Linked DNA regions of Rattus norvegicus: region 2 is linked to region 1. A link is a contact called in public Hi-C data. All regions are on one chromosome and are shown on one strand. Each heading gives the region's core, a stretch centred on a gene start, on an enhancer-like site or on the middle of the called end of the contact. The rest is flanking DNA. Distances are from core to core; before and after follow the strand shown.

The links. Hi-C and Micro-C count contacts between places; a contact is called where the count stands out from the background.
Region 2: a Hi-C map of the Rat2 cell line shows a contact between it and region 1, with 6 times the contacts expected there. The contact joins two enhancer-like sites. A contact is called at or near these places in 4 of 12 Hi-C or Micro-C datasets (the A7r5 cell line, the Rat2 cell line, Schwann cells and 1 more).

The regions. Positions count from the first base shown.
Region 1 is chr7:59,675,839-59,682,187 of GRCr8, forward strand. No RefSeq gene overlaps it. Among named protein-coding and RNA genes, the nearest start is that of Rxylt1, 11 kb to the left of the region's middle. Within about 2 kb of position 2,408, at least 2 of the 93 cell types and tissues checked have an H3K27ac peak or open chromatin away from gene starts, as enhancers often do.
Region 2 is chr7:60,349,072-60,355,213 of GRCr8, forward strand. All of the region lies in intron 3 of Ppm1h (protein phosphatase, Mg2+/Mn2+ dependent, 1H), which reads left to right. LOC134479882 (a long non-coding RNA gene) reads right to left here. Exons shown (of 2, transcript XR_010053726.1): 1 at 5,901-6,142; 2 at 54-3,422. Among named protein-coding and RNA genes, the nearest start is that of Ppm1h, 130 kb to the left of the region's middle. Within about 2 kb of position 3,375, at least 55 of the 93 cell types and tissues checked have an H3K27ac peak or open chromatin away from gene starts, as enhancers often do.

The DNA.
Region 1 (6,349 bases), core at 1,158-3,657:
TGTTCACTGCTGACGGTGTGTGTGTGATTATCATGAACAGGGAAGCCCCCGTTGAAGGGCCATGGCCAAGTGCCTTGATCAGAAAAAATAAGTCTCACTTCCTGTATATCACAACACCTCTAAAGGGTCTGCATTATTTGCTAACCCAGAATTGCTTAGGTTCTGCTGACGATACAGCGATATTCGGAGCACCAACTGACAAGCGAGTGTGCGACATTTTACATTCTGAATGGCAACACAGCAAAATACACACACAGTTTGGTGACATGTCGGATTTAGGAGTCGAACAAGAGGTTTTCTGTAAATGTGTTTTGAGGGTGTTCGAAGATTGTCCCAGAGCAAACCATTTTGTTTCCCAAAGTGGAATTCAGTGTTGCTGCCAAGAGATGGCGTCACAGGGCTCTTAAAGGCCAACATTCAGTAACTGAGTTTCATCTTTGTTCAGAGGACAGGTGGAATCTGGAGGATGTTCTTAAACATGTGTGCAGGCAATGAATAAGTATTTGCCCCAGACCCCATCTTCATCCCTCATTTTAGCCATGCAACAGTGGGTGTGAGCAAACAGGGCTCCTTCCTCTTCAAATGACCCTTCTTTATGTCAAAATGACAGTGTGTGCCGCTGCCTCTGTGGTGGCAACAGCAGACAGTGCAGCAGTGTCTGGTAGATTACTCTCTTGGTAGAAGGCTACCATGAGCAGTTGTTGGTTAATGTGTGATGCCAGAGGTCATCCCACCAATACATGTGGTTATGTAAGATGCTAACACCATCAATCTGGAGAAACAACGTTTGAGGCACATGGTCCAACCTTACAGTTTAAATAAAAAAAATCGTGTGTGTGGGGAGGGGGTTGGGAAAGGAACTCAATCATTGTAATAGATTTTGTGCTCTTTTCTTTGACACTGCACCTTCTTTTTGGTTCTTTTTTTTTTTTTTTTCCGGAGCTGGGGACCGAACCCAGGGCCTTGCGCTTCCTAGGCAAGCGCTCTACCACTGAGCTAAATCCCCAACCCGACACTGCACCTTCTTAATATAGCAAGAAAAAGAAAGGTACTAGAAATAAACTGTCCAAAATTTGCAAAATTTGCAAACAGTTCTGCCAAGACCTTATTCTGTAGGGCAGATGGGAAACCGCACTTTACCATAATGAACAGAAGAGGGCGCTGCAGGCAAGCTTTTAAATATCTGAACGCTGCATTTGTCCTAGAGATTTCTGATACGTTCTGAAAAAAGATAATGTTCTTTTAAAAATATGTTACAAAAGGTGGATCTATATCTGTAAATCTGTAATGTTTGTTTTGGGTTTTTAAGAACAGGATGTTGCAAATAGAACTCCGGGTTTGTTGTTAAGGATGTGTAAACATGGCCAATGTTTTAGGAGCAAGCTGTTTCCAGGTCTCTTCACTGGAGGATCCAAATGGGATAAAAAGTGAGAGAAAAGAAAGATTTATCGGGGTTGGCACCATGGGCTGTGTGCTGAGGCTTGTCCGTCCCCTCCTTGCTGTTCCTGCGATTTACCCCTCCTTCACTGTGATTGGCTCGGGTAGAGTCTTTCATGTACTATATCTGGCTAAAACTCAGGAAAATACTATTGCTCCTGGTTCTGGGAAATGTTTACACTGACGATGCCCTGCCACAGTGACATGGATGCTACTAACAGGCCAAAGGTCGTGAAGGTCGTGTGCCACCATTCGTTCTGCTGATAGGGTATTCACCCACTGTACAGTGTGTTGTTTCGCTACTGTTTAAAAACAGCTTTTTTTTTTTTTTTGACACCAGTTCGCTTGTCGGTTCAAACCAAACTCTTTAGTCTTGTTTTGACCAAGCCTCAAAATATGCTTGGTCTTCCCTGTAATCCAGAGCAAAGATGTTTTACAATCAAGCTTGGATATGGAAAGCGTATTGCTAGTCTTTGCAGAGGGCAGAGACGGGAGGGGCTTGTGTGGATCTGAGCTATGATATGGTTGGCGTTCGCTCACGGAGGTCAAGCTGAGTATTGTCACTAGCAGTTCGTTTCCCTAAAAATCTCTGCCCCTTTAATATGCGAATAGGGCTGTGCTATAATGCACTCAGCTGGGACAGCAGCTCTGCCCTGTGATTCTGGAGGAGTCCAGCCTTGACGTCTAAAAGTGTTATTTATCTTTGTGGTGCGTACAGAAAGCTCTCACATAGAGGGGGAGTAGGATCTTGGGACCCCTGGGTCACTAATTTACTTTCATGGCTCGCTGGATCAGGAGTCACCTTCCTCTGTCAGCCATTTATTTATTTATGGCCTGCCACTTTAAGAGACAAAAAAACTGTTTGTTTCAATGAAAACTCCCAGAAATGTCCCAAGGTTGGTGATGACAGCTTGCTTTCCAAGTGAGTGTCTTGGGGCTTCTGACTAAACTCCCGAGTCATTAGTCAACATCTAGACTTCCGGAATAGTTCTGTAATTTCATAGTGGACAGGGTAAGTTTCATTCATGATCCCTACCAAAATGCTGCAGATGTTTGACACTCCTAGCTGATAGTTTATCTTATTCTTCCACATCTTCTACTACTGCGGAAATATTTCCAGTTTCTTGAATTGTACACCGTGTGACACAAGGGCAGGTCATTCCTTTATCCTCTCAGGAAGAGCCACGGTGAAATGCAGCACATCTTACTCCTATAGCCTAGCAGAGAAAACGAAGTCATCTTACTGTGCGGGAAATGACTTACGTCCAGTCAAAGCATGCACGGGGACTGGAGAGATGGCTCGGTGGTTAAGAGCACTGACTGCTCTTCCAGAGGTCCTGAGTTCAAATCCTAGCAACCACATGGTGGCTCACAATCATCTGTAATGGGATCTGATGCCCTCTTCTGGTGTGTCTGAAGACAGTGACAGTGTACTTATATATATAATAAATAATAAATCTTTATTAAAAAATAGCATGTACAGAATCTGTATGCTGAAATACAATGAGAATGAAAAAGAAAGACCTAAATGGCTGGAGACGAATACTCATCAGGAAGCACGTGCTTGAGATCAACAACTGTTCTCTAAATTACCGATAGATTTCAGTAAACACCGATAAATGTTGAACCTCGATGCTTTAGAAACGTGGACAAGCTGATTGTAAATGTACATGGGAAATCATGAGAATGATGACAGCCTAAATAAGGGACAGGAAAACAGAGGAATCATGGAACTTCACTCCAAGACTGAGGAAAAAGCCACAGTGATCACGACACTGCTGTCAGTGAGCCCAAGGGTCCGAAAGAGCATCCAAGTGTTAATGTGCAGACCAACATTTGGGTAATTTTTCTTCAAAAATCAGTGGAAAAACAATTTCCTCATGGATAATTAAATATCCATGAGGAAAACAGTCATAATTTTCAGAACTTCTGTAAAGTTACCTTGAAATGGACCATAGGTTAAATAGAAAATTATAAAGCTTTAAAAAGAGATCATAGAAAATTATCTTCATTACTTAGGGATGGGCAGTAAGTTTCACATATGACACCAAACCCCAAAATCTCTGAAAAAAAATTGATAACAGGAAGAAAATGTTTGCAAATCATATACACAACCAAATGTATCCACAATGTAAAGTGTGGTCTCGATACACCATGGCAAGAAAACAAGTTCCTGGTGGAAAATAAAGGTCAAAATATTGGAGATGTTTGTACAAATTGTTTTCCTCACTGTTGTGAGAAAATAATGGACAGAGGCAATTTAAGAAAACACAGGGTTATTTTGGATCGTGGTTTGAGGGTACGTTCACTACGCCGGGGAAGGTGGGGTTGCAGAAGGGTGAAGCATCTGGCTGCAGTGTGTCTGCAGTCAGGAGGAAACACAGCTGGTTACCGGGGCTTAGTTTCCTTTCTCCTTTTAACTCAGCCCCATGGGATGACACATCTCATGTTCAAGGTGGGTCTCCTGTGCTCCATTAAATTTTCCTGGAAACACCCTCATAGACAGAGTCCTGGAGGTATGTTGTCATGGTCCTAAATCTTGTCAAGTTGACAGTGAAGAGGACCCGTCACACTGCTTTCTCAAATGAGGCATACATGTGGCACATGTGTGTGAGAAGACTCTCATCTAGAATAACTAATAAATGACAACAAAACTAAAACAAAATATCCTGACAATGCTGTGTCAATAAAGAGGTAGAATAATTGCAGGAACACAGGAACTCATTATTTTAGAGAAACTGATTTTCATACAAAATGCCATCTCTATTTTATTGCAACATTATTCCCAGGTGTCAAGAACTGGTCACACCTCGAGTGCCTTAAAATGTCCACAATAAACTGTGAGCCATTCAACTAACAAAATTAGACATCATAGTAATAAAAAAGGATGAATTCACATGAAAGGATCCCAAAATACTGAGTAAAAGGGGGGTGGTCAGAAGGTTATACTTTGTGGTTGAACTGAAATGACATTATTGATGAGGACAGAGAACAGACCCCCCTGCTGCCAGGGCCACAGTCTGGGAAGGGCCCGAGAGCCAAGGGCAGCTGGAGGAAGCTTTTGAGGTAATGGAGGCCTTCAGTATTCCAATTGTGGAGATGATTCCATGCATTTACACTGATCTTAAAGTTATTTTTAAATTGTATGCATGTGTCTGTATGTGGGTTGTGGGTGGGTACTGGTGGCAGTCAGAAGAGGGCAGAGGATCCCCTGGAATGGGAGTTGCTGGTGGTTGTGTGCTGCCAGATGTGGAATTTAAATTTGGGATTTGAGCTCAGGTCCTTTGCAAGAGCAGCAAGTGCTCTTAATCACTGACCCATCTGCCCAGCCCCCATATTGGTTTTCAAGCCAGCAGAACCCCATGGCAAAAACAATATCCCAGATTTGAAGTCATATTCAGAGCTATGCTCAGCTTCCCCATCCACAAATATAACAATACACACATGAACACATACATGCACACATGCACATATGCACACACACGAGCACATGCCCACATACATGCACACATGCACACACATGCACACACATACACATACACACAAAAATGCACATATACATGCATGCACATGCACATACACATACACACAAAGATGCACACATACATGTGCACATACATGCACACATGCACACACACATACACACAAAGATGCGCACATACATGCACACACGCACGCATGCACACACACATGCACACAAAGATGCACACATACATGCACACATGCACACATGTACACACATATTTGTAAGGCTGAAGAGTTGTCCTTGGGTATGTACATTTGTTCAAACTTGTCAGTGTTTAAGGATAAAAATTTGGTATATAAATTCTTTGTGAATAAGAAGATTGATTAAACAATTAAAAATGTGGCACTGAGACAAGACCAGAATGTAATGCTTGAGGCACTGATCCTGAGTAAAAGGCAAAAATGAACTATTTTCTGTTCTGTTATATGCTACAAAGAGTTCATCTACTTAATCAATCAATTGTATGAAAAGATTTCTTATGTAACCACTATGCACTGGGTATTGTGCTCTGAGTGCTTTTGGGTTGGGATGTTTTCTGTAGTTTGAAATATCCTCTCAGTATCATGTCAGAAATAATAGGACTGTGTCACATGGAGTGGAAGAAAGGAGAAGCCAGACACAGTCCACTATTCCGCCTTACTTATGAAATTATAAACTTTGAATGTCAGCAGAAGTCTTTGAGAAATATAAACAAGTAAGCTAATTATAGTTGTTAAGCCCCACAAAATAACTGAACTTGGATAGCCTGGAATTAAAACAAATGACAGAAAAAGTCACTTTGTTATGTGGTCTGCTTTATAACTGCTATCAAACCACAAGTCCAATCCAGAGGAGAGCCTGAAATCTGGCTAATGTACGTACTTTTAACCTCTGTCAACAAACTATTCCGCTCATCGTCTGTAGACAGTTGGGTGAGGTCAGTGTTGCTGAAACTGGTAGGGTTTCAGCTGCACAAGGAATGGCTGGCTTTGCCTCTTATACCGGAAGCCTGTTCCATTTAAGGAATAGCTGATGTCTTGTGGCCCTGGGAGCTGATGCTATGAACTGCAGCAGAGGGACATCACTGAGACAGGCGGGGAGCGTCGTTAATACCTCAGAGTTCATCACAGGAGAAAAGGGCTGTTCATCATGCAGTGCATGCTTGTGCTACTTTTTTAGCAGGACATTTGACAGCCTTCGGCTTTGCATTAGGAGTGTGGGGTCTTGAGGGATTTTGTTTGGGCTGTGTATCAGTGTGAAAGATAGAGACATTGAGTGGCAACTTTGTATCTACTTCTGTTTCTTGCCAGGCCACCATCCCATTCATGCTTAAACCCTAAGCACCAAAAACCTTAGAAAAACTTGAGCTATTTTACAAAAACATTAGATTTTCAAACTTTAGGTGAT
Region 2 (6,142 bases), core at 2,125-4,624, 670 kb after region 1:
TTCAACATTAGTTAACTGCCTGAAATTTTCTTGTGAAAGTGTGTGTGTGTGTGTGTGTGTGTGTGTGTGTGTGTGTGTGTGTGTGTGTGAATAGATACCTAGGATATGTCATTTTTATGTAATCTGCCCAGTCAATAAACATTTGCTAAGAAACAACTTTTTGTCGGACCTGAATGGTAATAGAAGAAAATAGAAATGGTCAGTTATTCAATGAGTGAAATGCAAATGGGAGGGAGAGAAATGAGAGTTGGACTTCTGAGTTGAAACTCAGGAGAGCAGGCAAGTTGAACAGTTCCCTCTGTAGGGGAAGTACTGAGGCTGCCCAGACAAGTGGGGACTCCTGGGAATAGTAAATGCATTATCTAATGAGAGGGACAATTTTCTTCCCATCACCTTAGCATAGGACTTGGATTTCCTGGGTTGGGCTCCTGTCCAGATGATTGACAGGCCCGGCTAGACTTGCTCCTGAAGAAATAGAGAGAAGTATATAATGTTCTCATCTTTGAAGCAGAGTGGACCACTGTGTCTCTACCCAGAGCCAGAGGTAGATTCCACCCTTTTGACCAGGAGGTGTAAGAAAGAACAGAGCAGTTGGATAGTTTCCTTTCCTACTCTTCTCCAGGGAGAAGGAAGGTGGTGCCCATTCCTCTGTGGCCTTAAAAGCTACTGATCACTGTAATATTGTGCCATATCCCAGTTACATTACTGTGATGTTCTAAATGATGTCAAAGCCAGTAATAAAATGATGATAGCACTCCAAAATGTATTTGGAAATCCCTAGCCAGAAAAAAAGGACCACCCATCTCTAAGGCACATGGGTAGTTTTTACAAAATTTAGACCAACAGAAGAAAAAAAGGCATGATTTGAACAAGCACTCTGAACTTCTCTGAAACAGTTCCTTTGCTCAAGTTGCCTGAACAGTGTGAGAGGTGTAGAGAGGTGGTGACCTCTGACCACTAGCATGATTTCTAGCTCTGACCACTCACCATGCAAGCTCTTAGGGACAGGTTTAGCTCGACAGCCCCTTTGTCATGTCATGTCTTAGATCTGACTTCCTACTGAGAAGGCCAATTCCTGTTTCCACTACAGAAAACTGACTGTGGTCTCTTGAAAGGAGAATCTCCAAAATTTAGCCACTGATTGCATGGGGTGATCTTCAGAATTGACAGCATAGAAATTGTTTCAGTAGCCTCAAAATAATAGCTGAAAGGTTACTGTCACCTCATATAAAATCCGTAAATCCGTTTTCTTCCCTGGTTCTCCTGCTAATAGATGATTTAGGGATTCTCTGTCTCAAAGCAAAGCTTGGAGGAATTTCTTGTTTTGTTTTGTTTGTTTGTTTGTTTGTTTGTTTGTTTTTGAAATGCTAAATGCAACCAATTTCCTTATCTCCAATTTTGTGGGTTCAAGTCCGCCTTCTAACAGTGCTTAGGTCAGCAGCTTGATTGTTTCCTGGCCCAGGGTGACAGGTGTGAATGAGATAACCATTCTGAGTCCTAGTTCCAACCACCCCCATCCCTACTCTCACACACCCTGCACAACCCTCTACAAAGAATGTTTGGGTTGAATAGACAACACTTCAGAGTCATAGAAGAAGTTAATTCCATCACTAGAGTGGCTGTCAAAGATTGGGAACAAAGCCAGACAAGCCTTTGAGCTTACCACCTACAAGATTTAAGCTCAGGAGAAAGCTGAGAGACTCTCCGAATGCTCACTGACTTCCTTTCAGTATTGTTAGGTAGGTAGCCAGGCAGATCTTCTTGAGCTTAGAAGCCATTGAGGATGGGCCCCTCCCTGTGGCCGATTTTGGACCTCACCTGTCATTTCCCTGGTAGCCCTAGAGAGGGAGGAATCTAAACTGGCCCCTGTAGTATTTGAACTTATCAGATGGGAGTGCCAGTGTTCTGTTGAGACCATTAAGCTACTTCCTCTTAGCCCAAAGAATGGAATCCACCTCTGGCCTTGAGTGGCCATCTGCCCAAACTTCAGAACACTGCACCCATTTTCTCCTTCCCCAAGAATTAACCTAGCTTGTGGTGCCAAACACCTGCCTCACGGGACACATGGTTCACCTGAGGGCATGCTAAAGCTATGGAAGCCTTTAAAAAATACTGTACTTAACAGAAGCCCTTCCCTCAGTGCAGGGCCTTGTGGAGCTTCCACCCTGTGAGCTCCTACCCTTCCATTTCCTTCTTCCTCAGGCCTAACTATTTTTCAAGCCTAACCCTGATACTCTGAGCTTCCTCACTTTTCTCTGAAGACCTCCCTCTTCTGCCAGCCTCCGATGCTGAACATGCCAGCCTTCTTGGACCCTACCTCAAAAGGCACAGATTTCTCTCTCCTGCTTCCTCGACTGCCAAGATTACAGCTTGCCTGGCTTCCTGTTTTTCCTCTCAGAGCCTACAAACAAATTGTCCAGAGGCTTCCTTCTTCTGACTCTATTTCAAAATTCTTCTATTGAGAACCCCGAAGGGAACCCCAGTTTTCCCAGTAACATGATGCATGCAAGTTCTTTGCAACTGAGAATGTCCTAGTAATTTTTTTAATAAGGGAGAAAATAGCTTTCATGGGATTTATTTTTGTTTTATCTATATGGGTGTTTTGTCTACATGTACGTCTGTGTACCACATGTGTGCAATATCCAAAAAAAAAAAAAAAAGTGTCAGATCCCCCTTGGAAACTCAAGTTATAGATGGTTGGAAAACACCACGTGGATTGAGGAAATCAAACACCGGCCCACTGGAAGAGCAGTCAGTGCTCTTAACTACTGAGTTGTTTAGTCAGCCCCCAAAGTAACAATGTTTTAACTTGTAAGGCTACTACATATTTTCTAGTACTGGAAAGTGTGGGCAGTATATAACGACATTATACAATCATAAGAATGAATGCAAAGGTAATTGCTAATTTATAAAGTCTAGAATTTCAATCAGCCTACTCACGGTAAGTTTAAACTTCTTTATTTAAGCTTAGTCTTTGTTTGCAGCTGGAAGTTCTTCTAGGAAGGGATGGGCCTGTAATTCCACAGCAGTCAGCAGGTGGCGATATTGGACAGTCCCGTTTTTCTGTTTTTCCTTCTTCTCTTTGAAACTCATTGCCTAGCTGGCAGATGGCCTTGTTCTCAGAATAAGCCAGGATGAGACCCGGATACTGAAACCATGCAGAAGCTTATTATTTGTGACTGACACTATTAGCAGCATGCTCAGAGCCATATTATAACCCAGCCAGGGGGAGCTGCCAGGTATATTAAAACTGCCTGGCGCTGGCTTTCTTCTGCTGACCCGCAGCGCTTTCTTTTCACAACCTGGAACTGGTGAGCAACAAAGGCTGAGCCTGGAGTCACGTCATCTCTGAGACTTTCAAATCAAATTACAGCCATTCCGGATGATAAATATGCTTTTTTTTTCTTTCTTGCAGCTCTTTCCTGTTGAGTGAGCCTCACATTACACACACTCTCTGCCCCCACCCCTTGCCACAACAACAACAACAAAAACAGCAAATAAAAGCAGGCAGCGTAAGAATTGGCTCTTTTCTTTGACTCAGAGACGAGCCTCGCCCTAACATATTGTCTAAGCCGTTGCAACAGAATAACTCAGCTCCTCTCAGTAACACGTTGCCTCCACTGGGCATTGGGACCCCGGACTGAGCAGTCAGAGACTCAGTTCTCTGGTCCCTTCCCATGTAGACCACACTTGGAAGGAATTAGTAGGTAGATGTTTGCTAGCTCCTCATTCTAGCTGTATGTCTTGGAATCCACCGGCAACTAAAATGGAGAGAAGTCCTGGAGCTCCTGTTCAGCACACAGCAGTAGGCAGCTTTTCTCCTGATCACGTTAGCTTGTGAAAAAGATACTGAAAACTCAAGGGCTTAAAAAATAGACAGTGTGATTTTTTTTATTTTTTTATTTTTTGTAAAAGTGCAAAAAGCTTAGCCCGATTTGAAAGACTGAGGAAAGGGAAAAGTGGTTCATTCCACAGTAAATATATCTTTATTGACTGCATTTATCGTGTTTAATCTCATAGTAAAAGAGCCACCCAGATGGTCCTTTAATGTTCCTTTTAGTACAAAGATTTTCTGAATCTTCTAGAGAGGAGTAGGTGGTGTGGGTAGGAAAAAAAAATAAAATGTGCTATTTTGGCTTCCAGGGAGGAGGGGAGAGAAGCAATTATTTTTAGAATCTGTTCTAGTTGCACACAGTTTTAGAAGAAATGGAAGAGTGTGTGTTAATGTCAGTGAATTCTTCAGGGGATGAAGTCTGCAGAAACATCCCAGCGACAGTGCTGGCAGAGAACACACTTCTAAGTACTGTGTGTGCACGTGTGCCTCCCTCACAGGTGTGGGGGAGGGGCTGGTCAGACCATGCATGTGGGAGGAAGCAGGGTTGCTTGGATTCAAAAGTAGCTAGTCTCGAATCCATTCTCCGTAAGAAAGTAACATTGCTTATTCAGGGAGAGGTAGAGAAATAATATACAGTTGAAATATAGGAAAGGCAGGAGCAAATTGAATAAAGTGTGTCTGTCTGTCTGTCTGTCTACACACACACAGACACACACACACACGCAGAACCATACTGTTAATTTATCTTAAGGTACAAGCTGAATAAAGTAACCAGAATGTTCCCCAGCATTAAAAGTAAATATGAACTCCACTGCTGTAACAGAACATCTTATTGTTGAACACTGTCTTGATCCCTCCCAAGGATTAAGTCATTTTTAAAATCATTCTTACATGATAAATAGCGTTCCCACTTGTGACCCAGAATAAGCTTATTTGCTTCGATCCCTAGAGAATTCTTTACCACGAACAGCCCTTTAACGTGGACTCTTTGTGTAGGGTTTTCTTTTTCCTCTTTCGGATTGCACTAATAATTCACTTAAGCCTGTCAAACGCCATCCAGATTCCAATCCATATGCAGCATGCAAACACTTGGATGCTTCAAGAATCTTTAATAAATAGTGCCCTTCATTCAGACTTACATAGTCAACGGATATTGATTGCAAGTAAGAAGGAAAATTTTCCATAGCTTGAACTGTGCCTTTTAATATACGAAAAATAGTGATGGTGGATCTGGACTTGGGTTTACTACTTTATATATTTATTATATTTTAAATATATATACATCAAACTTTTTAACTTTTGATGTAAAAAAAATGAACAAATCTTCCCACAGAGGGATTCTTTATATTCTAGACACTGAACAGAAAAACCCAGATCTCTTGGTGTTTTCCTCTCTCTTCCTTGAGAGACTTCCCCACAGAGCCACACGCCCCTCCTACCCTTCACCTTGAGTTTCCTACCATCCTTGGCACATGATGTCATAGGCTTCTCTCTAGAGCACTGGCAGTCAGCTGCAGCCAGGGTTCTTAGTATCTCGATGTGCATCTGCTTGGTAAATGTGGTATTTGTGAGAAGGAGCCTCTGTTTCTCCTCTCATGGGTAAGGTGGTGGGTGAGATGTTGGTTTAGAAATCCAGACTTTTTTTGTTAAGTCCATTCCTTTATAGGTCCATTCATAGACACTACTAAAGCGATGTTTAACTGGCCCTGATACAGAGGCCAAGGGTCTGAAGGGGACAAGAATGGCCACTGCTCTCAATGGTGACATTTCCAGGCTGTGGTAAGGATCCTGTGACTGTGGCTGAGACCTGACCTCAACCCCCACCCCGAATTTAATCTTCCTAGCACTCCTTAAGGAAACAGTTTATAGAGCATTTAAGGAAGTAAATGCTAAAAGGCAGTGTAGCCCACTGAACAGCGCTCATGCTCGGCCCCTCTGTAGCCCTTGAAGTTGCTGTCTTCTCCCGAAAAGGCTTCTTGGTTTTCTTAAACTCCCACAGCCCTCACACACCCCAAGACCCCCACACATACCACAGCCTCACACACACCACAGCCCCCATACGTACCTTACCATGGCTCCTCAGCTCCTCAACCTGGCTCTGGTCCTCGACGTTAGTCTCTCCCTCCTGTATGGCCTTTTAAACCACCTCTTTATTTACCGTTTTTATATAGGGTCTTAGTAATAGCCCTAGTCAGCCTTCTGTATCACGCTCCTGCATGCAAGGGCTGCAGGCATAGGCAGCGGAAGCCATCTTTTTCCGTGTTCTTTTAAGCAGTTGCTGCCCCAGTCTGTGCCCTCCTCAGCTTG